3 separate regions of the Hordeum vulgare genome follow, and regions 2 and 3 are each linked to region 1. Evidence: chromatin contacts called from public Hi-C data. All regions are on one chromosome and are shown on one strand. Each heading gives the region's core, a stretch centred on a gene start, on an enhancer-like site or on the middle of the called end of the contact. The rest is flanking DNA. Distances are from core to core; before and after follow the strand shown.

Region 1 (3,293 bases), core at 244-2,743:
TCTGTTATGATGGATGCACGTCATTACTCCTGCAATTTCCACATTGCTGGATCTTTCAACCAATTCCTATACACCAACTAATTTCTCTAAACATAGAAAAGATTTAATAAACTGGATCTTCTAATGCATTCTTATCAAGTAAGAATGAATTGATGATGCCACTATGAAACAAATGGAGACATCGCATGAAAGCATTCAAACTTCCTTGCAGAAGTAGAAAAATGAAGCCCAAAAAGGTAAGAGGGTGTTTGATTGGGCTTTTACTTGCTTTTTCACTTTGGCTTATAAGCCAAAAAAAAAAAGCACCAATTAAGGTGCTTTTAGTTTTGCCTTTGGTTTATGGCCAAAAGCAGCTAAATAGGTGTATTTTTGGCTTATAAGCCAAACAGAAAAGGCCATGTAAAAGACCGACCAAACAACCCCTAAGTCAAGCCTTCAGCTAGCTTATAACTTATCGCGCAAGCAACTTAAACACCCAAAAATACTATATTTACCGTTAAAAATTAATATTTGCAAGCAAACCTTAGAGTGATAATTGAAAGCAGCTCAAACATGCACTGTATGCAGCAGAAGCACTCTAAATTCTTAGCTCAAATATCTAATGTAAGATTAAGCACTATCAGATGCAATCATGAGGAAAAGAACCCTATGCAGCAGGAAAATACCAACCCTGTACACAGCAATATCTTAGCTCAAAAACTGAAGGCATCTAAAACATGCATACTATGTGAGTATGCGCAACTCATACGGCCCAAATTCCCACCTTTCAAATTAAAAGTAATACTATCAAAATGATAAGTAAAATCACCACACACATACAAGCATTTCCCCGGGACTACAGGAACAACAATGTCAGCATGCTACACAAGAGATTAACAACAAACCCTAATTTTTGCGCTAGATGCGCCTGAAAGGCACTAGGTATTAGTACATGTTTCCACGAAGGTTGAGATGAAATTACCCCGGCCTTGGTCTGCGCCCGGTGCTCGTCGTCGATGTGCAAGCACAGGCCGACGCCGTCGAACTCCTCCCCGCAGAAGGGGCACTCCAGCTCATCCTCCTCCGCGCCCCTCTCCTCGTCGTCGTCGGTCTCCTCCGCCTCCTCGAGCCGCATGAGCGCATCTGCCAGAGCACAAAACCCCATCAAAAACCTCCTGGGGAAACCCTCGAAATCACGCGATTTGGAGCCAAGATCGGATCTTTGGGGCGGCGAAGCACGAACCGCGGAGCCTGCTCTCGGTCTGGAGGCGTTCGAAGGTGTCCATGTCCATGGCGCCGCCGGCTGGGGAGGGGGGGAGGGCCCTTTGGCTTCCTGGCCTGGCCGGGGTCAGGCCGGGCAGCGCCGGGAGGGGCCGGCGATCAGCGAGGTTTAGAGCTAGGGTTTTTGCGGCGGGGGGAGGGGAGAGACACACCGACACGGCCGGGTGTGGGGGTGGGGGAGGAGAGAGAGTGTGGGTGGCTAGCTATTGGGTGAACGGGGGAGAAGCTTTTGCTTAGGGAGGAAGGAGGGGCAGGCCATCTTGCAGAAAGCCCCTTCCGGTATGGTGGGAATTTCGGTGCGCGGTAATGGGCTGACGCGGCCTCAAGCCCAGCGTGGATCCAGCCTGCCAATTCTTGTCCGCGTACGCCTAATGGCACGTTTTCATCACTATAAAAAGTAAACCTAATGGCACGCTCACATGGCGTACATCTTGGTTCTTTTTTCGCATATAGGTCCAGGAATAATGCACGTATACCAAACTTTGTTTTAGAGATGGCTCTGAAAACGGAAGCTGTTTACCCTTGTGTAACATGAATCAAATACGAGTATGTCTTTTCTCAAATAACAAGGCTTTATTCGTTTGTGTTATAACCATAGTGGAATGTCATTATAAGTTATCTTAAAAACTGACACAAAAAGCTCTTGTAGCTCAGTTGGTTAGAGCACCCGTTTAGTAAGCGGGAGGTCTTGAGTTCAACTCTCAATGAGAGCAGTTATAGTTTTGTTGCATTTCGCTTCACATTTAATAGAGGGGTGGTTAGCAAGGTAGCTCTTTTTAATTGCTTGCATGGATATACATACATGGGCGATGGTTTTGACCTATTAAATGTCCATTACTACCCTTTTTTGAAATTAAAGAAAGTTCAACACAATCATGAGCTTTGCTCTTTTGAGAATTTTTTGCTCTTTTTTCTGAATGATTCCCATTACAACCCTCTAGTCGACAAGGAACTTTTGGCATATACTATGATTGTCACGGCATTTTTTCCCATCCCGATTGCCTCCCTCCACCATGAACATTAGTGCTTGGCTTCGTGATGCGACATTATTTTGATAGGTGTCCGTTCATCACCACCACCATCAACAAAACACCCAAAAGTTTGCAAAAATTAAACCAAGCTCGTCCACGTTCCCCACCATGGTGCCCCTGAGCCACCTTCTGTCGTTGCGTGTCAGAAGCTTCTCTGCAACATGGCTTCACCTCGGGCACCTCGGTAGTCTCATTCCACGCACACGTTATCGCGTCATTTGTTCCCATCCTGATCACCTCGTGATGGTGACCAGGGGGTACTCACCACATCGTCTTCTCGCCATGTCGTCCGGGCCGAGGACACCCTCCCTTTGGTCACCACCGATAGGATATCTTCGGGAAGCCCATGACGCGTAGAAGGAATATTCCACAAGGCTTGACATATAGTTCAAGAATTAGAGGTCATCGACAATAAGGTTACTGTAAGTGCATCTACTGCCCCTTAGTGATTTTGGTGGATTGAAGACTTATAGGTTAAGATACTAATAAGTTTGTAAGTGTACACATGCTCTATAAGTCGCTGAGGAGTTTAAGTTATTCGATGAATATCGACCCCTAAAAATGTATGTCTTCGAGTGAAGACTTTGGTCAATCCTTGAAGACTTTGATCGCGGAGAAATTGCGAAGAAAATGATATTCCTCATAAAGCAATTGAAGATGAGGAATTTTGTGTGTCCCGAAGAAAACACTCTGAAGACTTTGAAGCTTGAAGATTTACTCTTTTTGTTTCATTTTCTTTACACTTGAGTCATAGGAACACCGTACTGTTAAAGGGGGTCGAGGTAAAACTACGTAAAGAAGTTCCTCATGATGTCAACCCAAACCTACACCTACCAAATCCTCAAAGTGAGGAACATGAGAGACATGAGGACTTTCACAGTTGAAAGTTCCGACCGTTGTCGCGCCACGCGCCACCTGTCACATATCTTATCCACCCAACGGTCATACTATTAAGGGCATTTATGTCAAATCATGTCGGGATGCTCCCAGGCTATAAATAGC
Region 2 (3,293 bases), core at 269-2,768, 780 kb after region 1:
CAATGCTAACACATGGGCATTTTAGAAATAGGAATGGAAAAGAGGAACTTGATCTTGAGATAAATAAGAGGAAGATGGTTTTGAAGCCTATGCAAACCACAAAGTTATTCCTACTATCCAACCACATATCACTCCACTAACCACACACATCACATAAGATCACAAGGCACCAAACACAATACATGGAATTATATGGAATGCATGCATGCAAAGGAAGAATAAACAAGGTGACATCACATGAAATCATATGCATTGAGCTCTCATATCAATGACAAGGTGGACCCACATAGAGAAGGTTCCAAATAAGGAAAGGTACACTCTTGGGGCATTACAATACAGGAGACCAGATTTACGTAAGTTGGATTATGAATGGTCCAACACACGTTGATTGTCAACTATGTCCAACATGCACATGTACATCCGGAGATGCAATGATGATACTACATTGAAAACGAGAATGAAATGCACCAATGGAGCCCATCACATCTGTGAGACTAGTCATAGTGGAGAATAACTTACTAGTAACATACACGCTATTTTGGACTATGTTATTACTCCCTCCTTTTTGGTTTATAGGTCTTAAATCGGAAATTTCATTAATCAAGATGAATTGTGAGTGAATGACACTAGTTTTAACTAACCAATAAAATATTTTTTACATATTCCATTCTGAAAGCAATAAATGTAGCACCCCCTTTCATTAGACTTGCATGGTGCATGTAAAAAAAGATGCACACATAACCACTAATTTTCTTTCTCTTATCACTATGAATTAAATATGATGTGAGACCCCAAGCATTTTAAGTCATTTAGATTTAAAATGAGCCTAATATAATGAAAATCTGAAATTTCTGATATGAGCTCTACAAATCGGAAATGAGGGATATCTCCATAGTGGATAATAACATACGTGTAGTGCCATACAAAGCTTCATTTATTCATTTAATCTTAATATGTGTTATATTATTCATAAAATGAGTAATACTCAATTTATCTCGTTCCTCGTTAACCAACTGTCTCGTAGACAAATTTTGTAAGTTGGATCTGATGTTATTCTTGAAGTTACTTTCACTATGGTCGTCGGTCTCAGGTAAAAGTAAAAAAGCTAAGCTTTTCCGCAAAAAGAAAAAACTAAACTGGACAAGACAAAGGAAAAAACCCCAATCTTTACTGTCGGTCAAACAAAAGAAATGGGAACCCAATCACGAGTTCAACCCCAAGAATCCGGTGCCAGGTCCTTCTCCTATGGCCCACCCGTCAGCCTCCCCGGCCCCACGTGGTTCTCACTCCCGGCCAAACGGCTCCCTCTCCTTTCCGTCCCCTCCTCATGCTCTCGCCCCGCTCAGCCGAATCAAACCTCAGCCGTCCGATCCGACATCTCACGGCTGGCTTCCACCGACCGTTGCCCCACTCGAAGCGCTCGCACGTCAGAGCCGACTCATACCCGACCGTTGGGCTCGCCGTTTTCGAAACCGGAGACGGAACCGAGGGGAATAAATAACGCCCCGCCGGCGACCACCTCTGCCATCGCTCAGATCCTCCTCCCGCCCCCCGAGGCCCCCAATCAATTGCTCAATCCTTCCTCTCCACCGCCCCACCTTCGCAGATCTCGCTATAATTCCGACCGGCTGCCTTCTTTTCCTCCCTTTCTTTGAGCGCGAGGAATCGGTTTGAGCTGCTGAGCCCCCAGTGCTTGCTGCTGCTTCGTGTGCTGAGCTTCTTGCTTCTTTTGATCGTTTGGAGCTTTGAGCTGATTTGGAGGAGGCGGAGGTGATTCGGTGGAGGGATGTCGCGGCGGCTGTCGTTGCCGGCGGGATCGCCGGTGACGGTGACCGTGTCGCCGACGCGAGGGAAGGCTGGTGGCGGCGGGAGCCCCGGGGATGGGGTCGTGAGGAGGGGGTCCGGGCTCACCAGCCCCGTGCCCAGGCACTCCATCGGCTCCTCCACTGCGACGCTGCAGGTCTCGCCGGTGCGCCGGAGCGGGGGCAGCCGGTACGCGTCGAGGGATGGCGCCGATGCGAGCGCCGAGTTCGTGCAATACACCGTGCACATCCCGCCGACGCCGGACAGGACGACGGCGTCCGCGTCGACGGACGCGCCCGCGGCTGAGGAGGAGGGGGAGGTGCTGCCGCAGAGGAGCTACGTCTCAGGCACCATCTTCACCGGCGGCCTCAACTGCGCCACGCGCGCGCACGTGCTCAGCAACTCCGCCGACGGCGCTCGGCCGACCGCCTCCGCGAACATGTCCTGCAAAATGCGCGGCTGCGACATGCCGGCATTCCTCAACACCGGCCGCGGCGGCCACCCGCCCTGTGACTGCGGCTTCATGATCTGCGAGGAGTGCTACATGGACTGCGTTGCCGCCGCCGGCAACTGCCCAGGCTGCAAGGAGGCCTACTCCGCGGGCAGCGACACCGACGACTCTGTCGACGAGGACGACGACGACGCCATCTCCTCGTCGGAGGAGAGGGACCAGATGCCCATGACATCCATATCCAAGCGCTTCTCCATGGTGCACTCCATCAAGATGCCCATGCCCAGCAGCAACGGCAATGGCGGCGGCAAGCCGGCCGACTTCGACCATGCCCGGTGGCTCTTCGAGACCAAGGGCACCTATGGGTACGGCAACGCCCTATGGCCCAAGAATGACCACGGCGGCGGCAGCACTGCTGGGGCCACCACCGGATTCGTCGGCATCGAGGAGCCGCCCAACTTCGGTGCCCGCTGCCGCCGGCCCCTGACGAGGAAGACCAGCGTCTCTCAGGCCATCCTCAGCCCATACAGGTACCAATTCCTCCTGTAAAAACAAGTGATTTTTGCTCCCTCGCCATACAGGCTCCTTGACTTGTCGCTTCTTCCTCTGCTCCGCGCAGGATGCTGATCGCGATCCGGCTGGTGGCGCTGGGGTTCTTCCTGGCGTGGCGCATCCGGCACCCGAACCCGGACGCCATGTGGCTGTGGGCGCTGTCGGTGACGTGCGAGGTGTGGTTCGCCTTCTCATGGCTGCTCGACAGCCTCCCCAAGCTTTGCCCCGTCAACCGCTCCTGCGACCTCGACGTCCTCGCCGACCGCTTCGAGCTGCCCACCGCCCGCAATCCCAAGGGCCGCTCCGACCTCCCCGGCATCGACGTTTTCGTCTCCACCGCTGACCCGGAGAAGGAGCCGCCGCTCGTCACCGCAAATACCATCCTCTCCATCCTCGCCGCCGATTACCCGGTCGAGAAGCTCGCCTGCTACCTCTCCGACGACGGCGGCGCGCTCCTCACCTTCGAGGCGCTCGCCGAGACCGCCAG
Region 3 (3,293 bases), core at 287-2,786, 600 kb before region 1:
CAAAAATTTAGTAAAACAAAAACTAATATTATTAGTACTATTTACTGGTTGGACAGAAAAGTGGCGTTTGTAGTCAGGAAATGGTACCTAGGAGCACGGCTTAAGTAGCCTGTAATCGCTTTAGTCACCGCTTCTGGTATCTGTCAAAAGGAAAAGGAAAACTTTGAGGGGTTGACCTTCCGAAAAAGTCCAGAAATTGCCATGATAAAGTAAACTACTACTTCCATTCCTAAATATAAGACGTTTTGGCAGTTGAATTTGGCAGTTGAAATTGAAGCAACAAAACGTCTTATATGTAGGAACAAAGGGATACAAAAGAACAGGGTCATGAAAGACTGCTATCTTCATAGTATTATGCATCACCAACACCAATAGCACCCTCTGTTAATGAAACATATAATCCCTCCGTTCCTAAATATAAGCCATTTTAAAGATTCCACTATGGACTACATATGAAGCAAAATGAATGAATCTACACTCTAAAGTATGTCTATATACATCTGTATGTAGTCCATAGTGGAATCTCTAAAAAGACTCACGATTTCTGAGGTAACTATCCTACTAGGATCCAGCAACTGGACTCTGGTTACCGGTTTCGGTTTAGATCAAATTTGGATGACCACTGGAATTAGCTAAGGTTTTCAATCTGGCCGAAGATCCAGCGTTTTCGTTTGGATCACACTGAAACCACCGCAATTTCCGGAGAATATCTCTTTCCAGAATGTCAATGATTTGAAATGGCCAACCTACTAAATGGTGCCTAGTGTTCCGTCACATCAGATTGCATTGCGGAAAAATAGGTTGCGTTCAATAGACTAGTTAGTTACGAAACGATCGATCAATATATATCACTATTCTAAATGGATGGCATCCAGGATTCCTGCCGAAGCAGTAGCTCCATGGAGTGAGGTGATTGGTTACCCGGCTGATGGCAGACTCAATCGCGGACTGAACCGCAGCCTCCACCCTTCGCACGCTGTTGGTGACCAGCTCCTCCAGATGCCTGCATCCCCTGATCTCCCTGCAGAGTAATCAATCAATCAATCAGCCCAACGCATCAAACGGTCAGTAAATCCCCCCAATAAGCCTTCATCTCTTACGAGTGGAGACAAGAACGGATCAAGAAAGGGACGGAACGCGAGGGAAAGAAGACGGGAGGGAGACTCACAGGTCGAAGGAGCGGCACCTCTTCTTCATCGCCGGCGAACGCGCCGGCGACGGCGAGGCCCCTCCGCCGCCACACTCCAGCGGCCGCTTCGCCGGCATGGGCGGGCGCTAGCTGACTAGCTGCTCAGTGCGGCGGGATGCAGGTCAAGCCAGGTAGTCTCGCTCGCTCGCTCGCTTGCTTGTTTGATTGCTGCTCTAGACTCTCTAGACTCTAGTCAATGCAATGTGTGTGCTTCTGGTGCGCTTGGGAGTATCGGCGCTTAGCGTTGGCGGTAGGTGTATATATGGCCCCGTTTTGAGACGGGAGGGAAAAGTTGCGCACTTTTCCTCTTCTCCCGTTCCTGGGCGGGGCGACGCGGCCGGGGAGAAGATTCCAAGGAGAGATGTGCGCACAAGTGTCAAGTTGGGTACTGTGGGAGTGCCCAACTGCCCTTTTCTCATCGATTTCCCCGTGACCATGGATTAATCCGCTTGGGGCGGTAAAACGGACGCCCCTGTCCTGTCCGATTTTACCCGTCCATCGATCAATGCATCCAACGCGCGACGGTATCACAACTTGTCAGCGTTGGAAATCATAAATTTAAAATAAAATAATCAAGTCTGCGTTAGAAATCATAAATTTGAAATAAAAAAATCAAGTCCGCGTCGGAAATCATAAATTTAAAATAAAAAAATTGGCTGCACATTTTAAAAAACACCATAAAGCATAATTAAACATTAACATAGACTTAAAACATAATTAAATAGTTCAACCTCCCGGACGAACGTTTAAACATAACTTAAACTTAAAAAACTTAAGAAAAGATGATGGTCGTCGCCGTGGTCGTCTTGGATCTCGCCGTCCTCATCGTCGTCCATAGTGAGGTGTACGTACGCTAGTGGATGTCGGAAGTGAACCGATGACGTCTTCGGTGGCTGCATGGGACTAGTCCAGTGACCGTGGCGGCATGGGCGCCCATGGCTCGACACCCACCCAGTTCGTCATATGTGTCGTTGTGGACAACCACCAGCCGGGGGTTCCAAACGGTGATGTGGGGCTTTTCGACGACCTACTCCTTGACGGCCATTTGGAGCTCCTGGATGATGACGTTGCCGGCCGCGGAGAGGGCCGACATGGTTTCGAGGCCCACCTACTGGTGTTCCTTGTGGGTGTTCATGGAATCCTTCATGACCCACCTCATGAGCTCGACCTCCTCCTCTTTGGTCATGGGAGGTTGTGGGATCATTAGAAGGGATGTCTAGAAGGCCGTGAGGGGGGGGTGAATAAACTATCGGGACTCCGATCATAAGCCATAGGAATCCAACATGTAACACATCACATCTCTTTGCGGTTTCACGCATGGTTATCCCCACGGTTGCAGCCTTACCTTAGCCGGGACCGTTTGCGCCTTTTGACTCGCGTATGCAATTGTGTCGCTAGCATTCCAATGTCAAAGAACCCGGTCGACATGTCTAGTCATAAACTTAAGTGGCAGTTCCGTACAGGGACAGGCATACATGACCCAGCAAAGCAGGTGTCGATCAGCAACGAGTGTAGGCGAGTCGTAGCAAGCTACAAGGACTCCATTACACCACGTGACATTTCCCCAAAGGGATAGACACATCAGCTAAGAAGGACACATGCCGGTCAACCAATGTGTCCGGAGCAGTAGCGAACTACCGTGGCTCGGTGGAAACACAAAGGGGAATTTCCTCGTAAGGAGTGCTACTAAGGCATACGACTAGGTGTTCGAACCCCATACATATCAAGTACAACACATGTACGCATGGCATACCGATATGCATAGATACATCGATGGCATCACAACATAACCATAAACATACAAACTTTATTTAGAAGGCTCGGAAGAACCTCACAATAATATTACACAGATAGGGTCTCACGACCCATCATCACAAGTCATTCAAACAAGTCTTACAAGCCAGCGGAAGATTTAAACTGTCTGAGTACAGACATATGGAAAGGTAAATGCACATGGCCTGACTATCTACAGACCCAACCTAGGGCCAGATCGTAGCTGGGACACCAGCTACTCGTCGTCGTCAACGTCTAGATAGAACCCTCCATTAGGGTCATTAACAACCTCTGCAACAATTTATTAAGCAAACATGAGTACAAAAGTACT

Evidence for each region. Hi-C and Micro-C count contacts between places; a contact is called where the count stands out from the background.
Region 2: a contact with region 1 is called in a Hi-C map of seedling, with 4 times the contacts expected there. The contact joins the promoter of LOC123452617 here to the promoter of LOC123395915 in region 1. A contact is called at or near these places in 2 of 6 Hi-C or Micro-C datasets (leaf and seedling) and 1 of 1 datasets of contacts at active chromatin or transcription factors (embryo).
Region 3: a contact with region 1 is called in a Hi-C map of leaf, with 7 times the contacts expected there. The contact joins the promoter of LOC123399739 here to the promoter of LOC123395915 in region 1. A contact is called at or near these places in 5 of 6 Hi-C or Micro-C datasets (leaf and an unstated tissue) and 1 of 1 datasets of contacts at active chromatin or transcription factors (embryo).

The regions. Positions count from the first base shown.
Region 1 is chr5H:109,570,222-109,573,514 of MorexV3_pseudomolecules_assembly, forward strand. It overlaps LOC123395915 (protein DEHYDRATION-INDUCED 19 homolog 4-like), which reads right to left and starts at 1,494. Exons shown (of 5, transcript XM_045090940.1): 1 at 1,223-1,494; 2 at 962-1,122. The coding sequence starts at 1,271. TRNAT-AGU (a tRNA gene) reads left to right here and starts at 1,900; the gene lies at 1,900-1,973.
Region 2 is chr5H:110,349,397-110,352,689 of MorexV3_pseudomolecules_assembly, forward strand. It overlaps LOC123452617 (cellulose synthase-like protein D4), which reads left to right and starts at 1,519. Exons shown (of 3, transcript XM_045129308.1): 1 at 1,519-2,784; 2 at 2,874-3,293. The coding sequence starts at 1,787.
Region 3 is chr5H:108,967,615-108,970,907 of MorexV3_pseudomolecules_assembly, forward strand. LOC123399739 (calmodulin-binding protein 60 A-like) reads right to left here and starts at 1,537. Exons shown (of 10, transcript XM_045094125.1): 1 at 1,169-1,537; 2 at 922-1,021; 3 at 88-140. The coding sequence starts at 1,266.